Linked DNA regions of Gasterosteus aculeatus: region 2 is linked to region 1. Evidence: chromatin contacts called from public Hi-C data. All regions are on one chromosome and are shown on one strand. The core of a region is the stretch at or near the end of the contact, and the rest is flanking DNA. Distances in the headings are between cores, read along the strand shown. Region 1 overlaps thsd7ab (thrombospondin, type I, domain containing 7Ab). Region 2 holds the start of tmem106ba (transmembrane protein 106Ba).

Evidence for each region. A called contact is a pair of places that touch in the nucleus more often than the background predicts.
Region 2: a contact with region 1 is called in a Hi-C map of skeletal muscle, with 14 times the contacts expected there. The contact joins the promoter of tmem106ba here to the enhancer-like site in region 1. A contact is called at or near these places in 4 of 6 Hi-C or Micro-C datasets (skeletal muscle, tail fin and whole body).

What each region holds. Positions count from the first base shown.
Region 1 is chr20:5,211,097-5,213,919 of fGasAcu3.hap1.1, reverse strand. thsd7ab (thrombospondin, type I, domain containing 7Ab) reads left to right here. Exons shown (of 29, transcript XM_040164405.2): 26 at 510-592; 27 at 1,315-1,528. Among protein-coding and RNA genes, the nearest start is that of LOC120811090, 8.3 kb to the right of the region's middle. Within about 2 kb of position 1,414, at least 1 of the 9 cell types and tissues checked has open chromatin away from gene starts, as enhancers often do.
Region 2 is chr20:5,316,893-5,319,715 of fGasAcu3.hap1.1, reverse strand. It overlaps tmem106ba (transmembrane protein 106Ba), which reads right to left and starts at 1,466. Exons shown (of 8, transcript XM_040164408.2): 1 at 1,302-1,466.

The DNA of each region.
Region 1 (2,823 bases), core at 165-2,664:
GCGTTGTCACATCTGAGGGGCCAGAACCAAATGGTTTTATTTTGTTTTAGAAAAGGACCAGATTAAGTCAGATTAAGGCAACCAGTGGACTAACTGGTTCAACTCTAACAAAACTCAGAAAACCAGTCTGTGTTGTTGGCGAGAGGCTGTAAGTACACCTCGGTTTATTCAAGTCAAACCATTTGGGAAACATTCCTGCGCCGTATTTGGAACGGCAGCTCAATGTAAGCTCCACGTCGGTAAATTGGTAACTGTCTGAAATGTCAGAAATATACCTTTGCTAAAAGAATAGAATAACTATGGACTTGTCTCCGTATTTGTCCTTTCCTGGACGGAGGTTTCACAGGCAGCTTTTCAATCTAAAACATGTACATTTTCTTCCTCGAAGCGACAGCAGTACTCAGCAAGGAAGGATTTCCTTTGACTCATCCCCCCTCCCCCTCCCCCCCCCCCCCCCCCTTCTGTGCCGCCCCCCCCCCCCCCCCCCCCCCCCCCCCGATCTCCCGCAGGAGGTTGTCCTCCTCTGAGCCCCCCAGAGAGCAACGACTCCTGTGACCCTCCGTGTCTCAAGACAAAGTCCTTCTGCAGCGAGGTGAGCGGCTCCTTCTTCCCCCGTCGCCTGTTACAGTAAATGAAAAGAGTGAAGAGCTCATCTCATGGAGAACATTCGCCGTTGCACACACGGACCAAAACAATGGAAACAACGAGGGAGACGCAGCCGTCAAAGCGAAGGTCCACGGTCCGCTCGCTGCTGTCAGAATTGAATTAGAATGCTGCATCAAGATGTGAAAGCCGCAGCTGTCACTCAGCTGTGCGGCGTCAAAGTCATAGAGAAACATTTTCTACGCTCACCCGATACGGCAGCCGGTGAATCTGAACGTTTATGGAGACTAACGGCTCGTTGTTTTTTAGACCAGCAGTAACGGCCGGGTGTAAACGCCTGCAGAGCAGAGCAGGAAGGTCACACTCATCTGATGATGAGTCAGGACATCTGAGGTCACAGGTTCAATTCCCCGGACCAGCGTGACAAATGCACTCCGTTCATGAGGAGGACTTTCTAAGAGTGCAGCAACAAATCCCACCTTTATGAATGTTACCTTCAGTTTCGCGAGGTGTGAATTCCACTTCATGAACAGAAAAGTCTTTCTGATATTTATTCCTCCCATTACACAGAAACGGTATCATCACTGACGGCGACATGCTCTGAAATGTGTATCTTAACGTCTTAGACTCTGACATAAGAGACGTGGCCCGTCGTTTTCCTTCATGTGCCGTGTCTGCAAACCAAACACGGCTCTGTGCTGCCCCCTGCAGGCCGCTACCTGCGCGTGCGAGGAGGGCTTCACGGAGGTGCTGTCGGCCAGCGGGCAGCTGGACCAGTGCGCCCCCATCCCGGTCCTGGAGATCCCCACGGCGGGGGACAAGAAAGGGGATGTGAAGACCAGTCGTGCCATTAACCCCACCCTGCCCTCCACCGCGCAGCCCGGACGCAGCGGGCGCACCTGGTACCTGCAGCCTTACGGACCAGGTCAGACCACCTCGCCACTAGGCCAGTGTATAGCAGTCGGGGAGCTAACTCCACCTTAATGTTCTCCCCCGAGGTAGTCAAGACCTGATCAGAAAAAACAGCAAATAAAGAGGAGGCAGAAAATGAACAAGGACACAGCAATATATGTTAGTGAGTGTTGTTACCACAAAGCAATAGAGTATATTAATAATCACACGTTAAACTGAAGGGCTCGGTTCAATTCACTTAATTAGTATAACTTAACATCACAAATCCCTTCGGATGGCTTTACAATCCAAACACACATTCAACGTCCTCCAAAAAACTCTTTTTATTTAAAAAATATTTCTAATTTTACCTCTCAACAACAAAGACAAGTGCCCACGATGCCTTTTTAGGTTCATCAGAAGGGGTTTAACAAAACCCGGCTTTCGCCAAACTTTCCCTCCCTGTCGAGCGGCGCGTAATCCCCGAGGTAACGTCACGCGGCGACGGCATAACGCACTAGTGCTTTGTGTCGGCGGGTTTAACGCGCCAACTAAAACTGACGCATTAAAGAAACAAAAGACGCATCGGGCACACGAACCTCGCCGCCCCCCTCCGAGGCCGCCGGGACGTTAAGGTTTGAGAGGTGCAGCCGCACACTGCGTTGTGACTGATGGTGCATGACAGCAGGGGAAACATTTCGGGAGGCGGGAGGGCAGAACAGATTTGAGTCGACGCCTGTCAGAGCAGGAACTTCCACACGTCCTTTATGGTCCACATGAAGGTTCCTCCTCCTGTGCTTCATTACAGTGAGACGTGAAACGTGCTTGAAACAAGGTAACTGTAGTAACAAGTGTCATTGTAGGTAAAAGGAGAAATAAATGATGAGTTCCTGCTGAACTTTGGGAGACATTCAAATCACATTTAGAAAAAGAATGAGCATTAAAGTAGCTTAAGTACAAGCATTATTTGAGAATAACATGTATTTGATCATTGGATGATGACTATTATCTGTAATGTTGCAGCCGGTGTAAAGGGAGCAGATGTTTACGACTTTAACAAAATACTTAGAGTAGCTTGATACATTAAAATTGATTATATATCTATATATATATAGATATATAATTTTGTATTAGTTGTCTATGCAAAGTATCAAGCAACTGAAGCTGTCAAAATAGCCGTGGTGGAGTGAAATGTGTAATAGTATAAAGCAGATAAAAAAGTACTTGTTCTTGCAAAGTACTTCTACTTCTTTTTCTACAAAGGAACCTTGATGTTACTTCTGAGGGAAACTAATCGAACATCCAAATCTGAATAGTGTAAACTATCTT
Region 2 (2,823 bases), core at 217-2,716, 110 kb before region 1:
TATTCTTTTATACAACAGCACTTAATGATATTTGCATAACCTTCAGGGCCACTGCCCAGTCTGCAACTCAAAAAAGGGCTTTTTAAGAAATATAATTGAACCTGTTGGTCTTTAGCACTGACTGGACTGGAGATCACTATTATATTCATAAATGAGGTGCTTAAAGAGCACTGTTTGGCTATATTTATATAATTTTCATTCAAATTAACGTATTTATACTTGTACTTATATGCGTCGAATGAAATTAATGTAGTCAAGTAACCGCTGCAACATTATCCTCTGAATTGCACCGAGGTGGAAGTTTAGGAAGCAAAAACTGGAAGTTGTTATGCTACTTTCACTATATTTGACTGCATACTCCATTACATCCCCAATTCACTTTTCAGTTGAATGTTATATTACTGATTTCTCTGCAGTTTATAAAGTTATTCAAAGTAGCTTTACCTTTTCCTCATAACAGTAATGTACACATTAAATCATCCATCACGATGTAAAATTCAGTCATATATCAACATGCTGTAATAGAAGGACTTTTATATCTACTGGTTATCTTGCTAAAACGTACTATTTATTGTTATTATTTTTACCAGATAGTCTACACAACGTATTACACTTGATCATTTTTATAACAAATGTTATCCAACCAATATTCACCAAAACCAGCAGCAGACACACACCAGTTTTATCAACACTGTCAAACTTTTACTGAAAATGTCTCGATACATATTTAATCAAGACTGGAAAAAGCAGGAGTATTTTAATAATGTTTTTACATTAGATCAAGATCTAAATCAATGTAAAAACTTGTCTACTGTTATAAAACGACATGCGTTGTGTAACACCGGTTGCTCCCAGCATGCACCGCAGTCCGGCCGAACGTCGTACCGTGTCACTAGGCCTCAGCGGCTGAACTAACCGGTCGTCCCACAACGCGGGGACACCGGGACAACACCGAACTGTCGGAGGAGACACCCCGCTGGTCGTTGCCCAGCGACACCGTTGTCATGCAAAGAGGCCGACGTCACAGGCCGCCGCTATGCGTCCGAGCCCGGTTGAGAGAACACGACGTACCGGGGGGGGGGAGAAACCCTCCTTTCTCTCACACGGACACACCGAAAGCGACGCTCGGTTTTTAACAAACGAGCATTTCAACGCAGTCGTCGTCGTCCTCCTGACATTTAATCAACCGTGTCGTAGTGAATCAACGGCGGCGTCGCAGTTACCTCACCGTGACGGATAGAACACGCCGAGCGCGAGCGGGCCCGCGTGTCGTTATCTTTAAGGTAGATGCGCGTCCTTACCCGTTTCCCTGTGTCACTTGGTGGACATTCGCCTTGTCGTTCGCTGCTTTGTTTTGGCTCGGCACGTCAATGGCGACACGGAGCCCCTCCCTCCTCCCCCCATTGGTCAGAGTCCTAGCGGGGGCGCCATCTAGCGGTGGGACCCCGCCACGACACATCAAGATCAACATTAAGTCTTCGAAACCGGTTGAGTATTTGAGCAATGTCACTTGTAACATTCCCCCTGTGATTGTAATACTGGTGTATATATATATATATATATATATATATATATATATATATATATATATATAATGATATACGAGTAGAAGAAGGACTTTGATAGTTTTTGTGAGTAGCGTTACCTTAATGTGTCGTTTGATTATTATCCCTCATGCATTCTCAATCAGCATTTTCAATCAGCATTTTCTATATTGTAGATTGTTACACTGAATTGAAAAAGAAATGTGTATCTTAAATTTGATAAAATGTACTGCATTCCAGTATGCCATGATTATTGTACAGGTATATGTTCCATGTCATTGGATTATTATTTGTGATGTATTATAATTTAATGATTCATTTAATATCGGCCCTGGTCGTAGTTACACACGAGAGAACTGATGGCGGTTACTTTATCCACTGTTTTATAGTTAAGTATGTATTATATTTAAGAGGTTTATCATATTTCTACATGTAAAATCTCCATCCGCATACCAGCTTAAACTGTCGGTATATAACGTGGAGTTAAAATGGCAGTATTTTAATCTGAATGCAGTGATTTATAAGTGTAAAGTAGAACCAATTGAAAACACTTACAATAGTATTTGAATAACTGTGACTAGATTCTTCCACCATAAATGCCCTTTAACACTATTCACAAAATAAAGTGGATCATATAGGTGGACCATCGGCTAAGTCTCTTTAAATGTTATGTATCACAAAAGCCCACAGAGGCAAACATGTGCCTCAAGGAAATAAAGAAAATCTGACCCATTATTACAAAAACTTGATCCCATCATTCTATTAACGTGTACTTTAAACCAGACTTTTGCCAGTGAAAACTTCCTCCCACAAAACCGAAAATCCAAAAATTGTAGCAATGTCTCCTGAAATAAATTGAAACACTTTGGGGGGTTTTACCTTTATTGTTTTATGTCCTTATATGTGATGAGCAGTGTCTTATTGTCATTTTATTCATGATTATTTGAGTCAAACTTTAAATACTTGTTTAGATAATAAACTAAAGTAATAATACTACTAATTAAGGTAACGCTACTCACAAAAACTATCAAAGTCCTTCTTCTACTCGTATATCAACTACCTCCTTTCAAATACTTTCCCGTATATGTTCGTTAAAAATGAACCCAAGTAAGAGTTTTGGAGGCTTCAAATGAAACACCGCAACATTCCAGAATATCTCAAATGATTGTACTTGTCTTTGCTTTTGCCAGATGATGGCAGTGTGCTGCCGTGTGTCTCTGTGTGTGACTTGTTTGGCTGTGTGTCCAAACAACACAACAACAACAACGATGACGTGGTC